2 separate regions of the Zea mays genome follow, and region 1 is linked to region 2. A link is a contact called in public Hi-C data. All regions are on one chromosome and are shown on one strand. The core of a region is the stretch at or near the end of the contact, and the rest is flanking DNA. Distances in the headings are between cores, read along the strand shown. Region 1 holds the start of LOC100383702 (Phytochrome B). Region 2 holds the start of LOC103634567 (DEAD-box ATP-dependent RNA helicase 24).

What was found. A called contact is a pair of places that touch in the nucleus more often than the background predicts.
Region 1: a Hi-C map of leaf shows a contact between it and region 2, with 7 times the contacts expected there. The contact joins the promoter of LOC100383702 here to the promoter of LOC103634567 in region 2. A contact is called at or near these places in 2 of 25 Hi-C or Micro-C datasets (endosperm and leaf).

The regions. Positions count from the first base shown.
Region 1 is chr1:49,878,004-49,881,711 of Zm-B73-REFERENCE-NAM-5.0, forward strand. It overlaps LOC100383702 (Phytochrome B), which reads left to right and starts at 2,293. Exons shown (of 4, transcript NM_001176339.1): 1 at 2,293-3,708. The coding sequence starts at 2,293.
Region 2 is chr1:49,574,245-49,578,356 of Zm-B73-REFERENCE-NAM-5.0, forward strand. It overlaps LOC103634567 (DEAD-box ATP-dependent RNA helicase 24), which reads left to right and starts at 2,725. Exons shown (of 5, transcript XM_008656725.3): 1 at 2,725-3,595. The coding sequence starts at 3,022.

The DNA.
Region 1 (3,708 bases), core at 1,043-3,542, 300 kb after region 2:
AAAGCCTCCAAGCGAGTGTTAACACTCCCTTCGAGGCTCGGGGGCTATTGTCGGAGACCATAATTAGGGGTACCCTCAAGACTCCTAATTCTCAGCTAGTAACCCCCATCAGCACAAAGCTGCAAAGGCCTGATGGGTGCGACTAAGTCAGGGATCGGTCCATTCGAGGGACTCAATCACGCCTCGCCCGAGCCCAGCCTCGGGCAAGGGCAGCTGACCCCGGAGGATCTCCGTCTCGCCCGAGGCCCCCCTCCAGCGACGAACGAACTTCCGGCTCGCCCGAGGCCCAGTCTTCACCAAGAAGCAACCCTGGCCAAATCGCCACACCAACCGACCAAATCGCAGGGGCATTTAATGCAAAGGCAGCCTGACACCTTTATCCCGACGCACGTCCTCCAGTCGACAGAGCCGAAGTGACCGCAGTCACTTCGCCGCTCCACTGACCGGCCTGACAGAAGGACAGCGCCGCCTGCGCCGCTCCGACTGCTGTGCCACTCGACAGAGTGAGGCTGACAGGCAGTCAGGCCCGGCCTCAGGCACCATAGGAAACTCCGCTCCGCCCGACCCAGTGCTCGGACTCGGGCTCAGCCCCGGAAGACGGTGAACTCCGCTCCGCCCAACCCAGGGCTCGGACTTGGGCCCAGCCCCGGAAGACAGCGAACTCCACTCCACCCGACCCAGGGCTCGGACTTGGGCTCAGCCCCGGAAGACGGCGAACTCCGCTCCGCCCGACCCAGGGCTCGGACTTGGGCTCAGCCCCGGAAGACGGCGAACTCCGCTCCGCCCGACCCAGGGCTCGAACTTGGGCTCAGCCCCGGAAGACGGCGAACTCCGCTCCGCCCGACCCAGGGCTCTGACTTGGGCTCAGCCCCAGAAGACGACGAACTCCGCTTCGCCCGACCCTAGGGCTCGGACTTAGCCCTGGCTTCAGCCGACGGTCTCCGCCTCGCCCGACCCAGGGGCTCGGACTCGACCTCGGCCACGCAAGACAGACTCGACCTCGACCTCGGAGGAGCCTCCACATCGCCCAACCTAGGGCGCGGACCGACCACGTCAACAGGAGGCGCCATCATTACCCTACCCCAAGCTAACTCAGGCTACGGGGAACAAGACCGGCGTCCCATCTGGCTCGCTCCGCCAGACAAGTAATGATGGCACCCCGCACGCTCTATGACGACGGCGGCTCTCAGCCCCCTTACGGAAGCAAGAGGACGTCAGCAAGGACTCAACAGCCCCGACAGCTGTCCTTCCGCCAGGCTCCAGCGCTCCTCCGACGGCCACGACACCACATGAACCGGGTGCCAAAACCTCTCCGGCTGCCACGATGACATGTATTTAGGGCGCTAGCTCTCCTCCGCTAGACACGTAGCACCCTGCTACACCCCCCATTGTACACCTGGATCCTCTCCTTACGCCTATAAAAGGAAGGACCAGGGCCCTCTTACAGAGGGTTGGCCGCGCGGGGAAGAGGACGGGACAGGCGCTCGCGTGAGGCCGCTCGCTCCCCCTCCCGCGTGGACGCTTGTAACCCCCTACTGCAAGCGCACCCGACCTGGGCGCGGGACAAACACGAAGGCCGCGGGATTTCCATCTCTCTCTCGCTTCGGCTGCCTTTTCTTCCCCCCTTCGCGCTCCATCTCGCGCCGACCCATCTTGACTGGGGCACGCGGCGACATTTTCACTCGTCGGCCCAGGGACCCCCGGTCTCGAAACGCCGACAGTAAGAAAATGAGAATCCCTTAGGATCAGTTTGACTTTGAGAACCTTATTTTCCCAAAAAAATAGTACATTTTTTATTTGGAAAAAAACTTTTAGAAAAATGAAGTTATTAAACTAGCCCTTAATAAATAGATTTGTCAAACTAGCTAAAGAAATAAATAAGAATATACTCCTAGTTTTCAGCGCCTAAATAAAAGCTGCAAAGGTAAGAGCATCCGTATCCACTTCAGCTTTCAAGTTTGGAGTTCGTCGTCGTCCCCAGCGTGACTGCGCGAGTGCTATCCATTCCAAACCTGAAACCACTGCGGCCCAACCCGGCAACCCCGATCCCCACTTCCCCAGTACCATCCCTATCCCAGCCACGCCATCGTCATCGCCTTGCGCGCAATATCCTTGGCTCCACGCCCCAGTAAGCGACCAGTGACAGTGAGAGCGGTGAAGCAAACCAAAGCAAAGCTATCGGAAGAACCTCAGTCGAGGGGGCGAGCGAGCCGACGAGACGACTGACGAGCGCACAAGACCGGACGGGGCCGCCTAATCCAGAGAGAGCCCCAGGTCTCCCCCAACCCCGCCATGGCGTCGGGCAGCCGCGCCACGCCCACGCGCTCCCCCTCCTCCGCGCGGCCCGAGGCGCCGCGTCACGCGCACCACCACCACCACTCCCAGTCGTCGGGCGGGAGCACGTCCCGCGCGGGCGGGGGAGCCGCGGCCACGGAGTCGGTCTCCAAGGCCGTCGCCCAGTACACCCTAGACGCGCGCCTACACGCGGTGTTCGAGCAATCGGGCGCGTCGGGCCGCAGCTTCGACTACTCCCAATCGCTGCGCGCGCCGCCCACGCCGTCCTCCGAGCAGCAGATCGCCGCCTACCTCTCCCGCATCCAGCGCGGCGGCCACATCCAGCCCTTCGGCTGCACGCTCGCCGTCGCCGACGACTCCTCCTTCCGCCTCCTCGCCTTCTCCGAGAACTCCCCCGACCTGCTCGACCTGTCGCCTCACCACTCCGTTCCCTCGCTGGACTCCTCTGCGCCGCCCCACGTTTCCCTGGGTGCCGACGCGCGCCTCCTCTTCTCCCCCTCGTCCGCGGTCCTCCTAGAGCGCGCCTTCGCCGCGCGCGAGATCTCGCTGCTCAACCCGATATGGATCCACTCCAGGGTCTCCTCCAAGCCGTTCTACGCCATCCTCCACCGCATCGACGTCGGCGTCGTCATCGACCTCGAGCCCGCCCGCACCGAGGACCCCGCTCTCTCCATCGCCGGTGCAGTCCAGTCCCAGAAACTGGCGGTCCGCGCCATCTCCCGCCTCCAGGCGCTACCCGGCGGGGACGTCAAGCTTCTCTGCGACACAGTCGTGGAGCATGTTCGCGAGCTCACGGGTTATGACCGTGTCATGGTGTACAGGTTCCATGAAGACGAGCACGGGGAAGTTGTCGCCGAGAGCCGGCGCGACAACCTTGAGCCTTACCTCGGATTGCATTATCCCGCCACAGATATCCCCCAGGCGTCGCGCTTCCTGTTCCGGCAGAACCGCGTGCGAATGATTGCCGATTGCCATGCCACCCCGGTGAGAGTTATTCAAGATCCTGGGCTGTCGCAGCCTCTGTGTTTGGTAGGCTCCACGCTACGCGCTCCACACGGGTGTCATGCACAGTACATGGCGAACATGGGGTCAATTGCGTCGCTTGTTATGGCAGTCATCATTAGCAGTGGCGGTGACGATGAGCAAACAGGTCGGGGTGGCATCTCGTCGGCAATGAAGTTGTGGGGGTTAGTGGTGTGCCACCATACATCACCACGGTGTATCCCTTTTCCATTGAGGTATGCTTGCGAGTTTCTCATGCAGGCATTTGGGTTGCAGCTCAACATGGAGTTGCAGCTTGCGCACCAGCTGTCAGAGAAGCACATTCTGCGAACTCAGACGCTATTGTGTGACATGCTACTACGAGATTCACCAACTGGCATCGTCACGCAGAGCCCCAGCATCATGGACCTT
Region 2 (4,112 bases), core at 1,475-3,974:
CGCCGTCGTCATAGAGCTTGTGGAGCGCCATCATTGCCCCTCCGGCGGAGCTGGCCGGATGGGACGCCGGTCTTGTTCTCCGTGACCCGAATCGATTCGGGGTAGGATGATGATGGCGCTTCCTGTTGACGTGGCGGTCTGTGCCCTAGGAAGGGCGACGTGGGGGTTCCTCCGAAGCCGAGGTTGAGTCTGCCTTCCGTTGCCGTGGCCGAGCCCGAGCCATGGGGTCGGGCGAGGTGGAAGTCGTTCGGCCGAGGCCAGGGCGGAGTCCGAGCCCTGGGGTCGGGCGAGGCGGAGTTTCGTCGTCTTCCGGGTCTTAGCCCGAGTCCGAGCCCTGGGGTCGGGCGGAGCGGAGTTCGCCGTCTTCCGGGTCTTAGCCCGAGTCCGAGCCCTGGGGTCGGGCGGAGCGGAGTTCGCCGTCTTCCGGGTCTTAGCCCGAGTCCGAGCCCTGGGGTCGGGCGGAGCGGAGTTCGCCGTCTTTCGGGTCTTAGCCCGAGTCCGAGCCCTGGGGTCGGGCGGAGCGGAGTTCGCCGTCTTCCGGGTCTTAGCCCGAGTCCGAGCCCTGGGGTCGGGCGGAGCGGAGTTCGCCGTCTTCCGGGTCTTAGCCCGAGTCCGAGCCCTGGGGTCGGGCGGAGCGGAGTTCGCCGTGGCGCCTTTGGCAAGGCCTGACTGCCTGTCAGACTCACTCTGTCGAGTGGCACTGCAGTCGGAGTGGCGCAGGCGGCGCTGTCCTTCTGTCAGACTGGCCGGTGGAGCGGTGGAGTGACGGCGGTCACTTCGGCTCTGCCGGGGGCGCGTGTCAGGATAAAGGTGTTAGGCCACCTTTGCGTTAAATGCCCCTGCAATTTGGTCAGTCGGTGTGGCGATTTAGTCAAGGTTGCTTCTGAGCGAAGCCAAAGCCTCGGGCGAGCCGGTGATGTGTCCGCCATAAAAAGGGGGCCTCGGGCGAGACGGAAGTCTCTCGAGGTCGGCTGCCCTTGGCCGAGGCTAGGCTCGGGTGAAGCGTGATCGAGTCACTCGTGTGGACTGATCCCTGACTTAATCGTACCCATCAGGCCTTTGCAGCTTTATGCTGATGGGGGTTACCAGCTGAGAATTAGGCGTCTTGAGGGTACCCCTAATTATGGTCCCCGACAATAAGTGACAAAAATGTCGGACCTCCAACTGCACCGGTGGTGTCCTCGCTGTCCACCCCCTTCGCTCGACTCTGCTAGTCCCACTGTTGCTTGAGTTCTTCTCTGACCAACGCTGTTGCTCCCCCTCGTGAAAGCTTCACACGTGGCTTCAGATGATCTGCACAATGCTGCACATATGCGAGGGAATCACTCTTTCCTTCGTATGTAGGGAGCTTTCTACGGGGAACCATTGGAGGTGTTTGGGGGACAATGCTCCACGCATGTCTAGTTAAGGGATGCGTGGAGCCTTGGAGACAACATCAAAAGACGAGCTTCGGTGCCACATGTCGTCGCATATTTGTCACTGACATCTAGGTAGGGAGAAAGAAAGGAGAGCCCATGCTCGAGATTTCTGATGTCATTACTCATTAGGAGAATCTCAAGCGATTCCTTTTCTTTTTATATAATTATTTAATGTTTGTTTAGTTATTTGAGACATTATTTAAAAATTCAATAACCTAGATTTGTTCGAGACATTATATCTTTTTCTACTACATAAAGCACCAATTTCCACGATTCAACAGTAGTCTCTTCCCGCTTTACACAAAAATAAGGTAGAATTATGCATAAGTGGGGTTTGAACCTTAGTAGTTAGCTCCACATTCACACCCAGAACCAACATAACACATATTTTTTGTGTTTTATTAGAACAAAGGTTACTCGTGTGCCCTGTCCTCTGCCCTGTCCTCTGTTCTAATTCCACCATATTATATAAAAAGATATTGTTTTTTAGCTTGTTATTTGTTATGTGTTTGGAGATGCTCTAGACGGGCCACATCTACAGTCATAAGGCTAGTGCCAATGAAGGCTAGAGTAGAGGCAAGAGTGGACATCTCACAACATGTGATGGACGGGAGACGGGCGAGAGGGTGGGAGCCCGGTGACAGTGTGCATATCGCCTCGCTCTAGCCCGCATTGGATAGTAGATTGGAGCGGTAGAGAAGTGAGAGACGGGCGATAGCGGGGCGATGCGTTGGAATGGGTGTGGACGGGCGAGAGTAGTGAGGCGAAAGTGAATTGGTGACCTCTGATTGGTCGATGCCATCCACGTCACTGCCACATGTATTAGGGTGATTGTTTGGAGTCCAAAAATTCAATTTTTTGTACAAAAAACATAAATTTCATTCTTAGTCCATTTATAAATACTCTCACTTAGTTGAAGCTCATTTCACACACTATTTTATTTTAAGTATTATGTAATACATAATTTTTAATTCAATAAAAAATATGTTGTGTGATTTTTAGATGTCGGAATAAATCAGTATGAATAGTTAATTTTGAAATAAAAAGATGATGTGGCTATGACTCTATGGCCCTGTTTGGCACAACTTATTTTCAGCTTCTTCACAAATTTAAGCAGAAGTTCTGCCAAACAGTCAGCTTCTGCAGCAGCTTATCAGTTCAGCTGCTTCTCAGAATACACTAAAAGCAGCCAACAAGCAGAAGCTGCTGTTCACCAGCTTCTCAGATAAGCTGCTTTTTCAATAAGCAGCAGCTGTGCGAAACAGGGCCTATAAGTTGAGGCTGTAACTGCTAGTCGTTGCTGATGTGACATGGCCGATAGAGGGATGGTGGAACCGGCCTAAAAGAGACGGGCCACACCATGACGACCAACGACCCACGGGGCCTCGGGCACATTTGGTCCAAGGCAAGGCCTACATTCATCCAGCACAGCCTACACGGCCCAGTCTCTCCGGAGACCGGAGCGACGAGTCCGCGAGACCGCCACCGCCACCCAGCAAGCCGAGCGGCGCCAATTCTGCGCTGCCATCGTCTTCCTCCGTCACACCCGGCTCGCAAACCCTAGCTCGCCCCGGCCCCACCTCCGGCCCCGTTCGTCGGTGCTATGTCGAAGCGGCCGAAGCTCGAGGGTTTCAGCATCCCGCGGCCCACCTCCTACAACTTCGAGCGCTCGCAGTCCGTGCAGCGGCTCTACCGTCCGACCGATGACCCAGACCTCGACGACATCGCCTTCTCCGACGACGCCCCCTCAGATGCCCAAGCCAGCACCGCGGTAGAAGGAAAGGCCGAGAATGAGGAGGAGATGGACCCGCTCGACGCCTTCATGGCCGAGATCCAGGAGGAGATCCGTGCGCCGCCCCCGCCGCCCAAGCCCGAGGCGCTTCGCCGCACGGATTCCGACGATGACGAGGATGACCCCGTCGAGAGCTTCCTGCGGGCCAAGAAGGACGCTGGCCTCACGCTGGCCGCCGACGTCATGCGCGCTGGTTACGACTCCGATGAGGAGGTCTACGCCGCTGCCAAGGCCGTCGACGCCGGCATGATGGAATACGACTCTGATGACAACCCCATAGTCATCGACAAGAAGAAAATAGAGCCCATACCAGCACTCGATCACTCGACCATTGAGTATGACGCCTTCACAAAAGATTTCTACGAGGAGAAGCCATCGATTTCAGGTGAAGCACTTGGTACCTAGACCTATGATTCTACTATCTAACATGTAGGGGGTGTTCCTTGTAGCTTACACGTTTGAGCTGCTTTAAGGGTGTGTTTGGTTTGGCTTTTAGATTTGGCTTTTACCCCTAAAAGCCAAAAGCCAAACCAAAGGGCTGGATCTAGGAAGCAGCTTTTTCTAAAAGCCGACTTTCTTGCAGTGCAAAACTTGAAAGCACCTCTAGACCTGCTTTTAGCGGCTTTTGGATGGAACTGTGAAAATATATATGGAAAAACTTTTAGCGACTTTTAGTGGTTTCCACCAAACATTTTTTAGTTTTTTAACAGCTCACAGCCCACAGCAGCTTTTCTCACAGCTCACAGCCCACAACAGCTTTTTTCACAGCCACAATACAACCAAACAGACCCTAATTCTACCTTGTGGAAGATATGCAGCCAGTTATTTTACTTTGTACTTATAGCTTAGTAAATTATGTGATGGACATAGTATACGTTGGGTTGGATGCTCCGTTCGGTGGT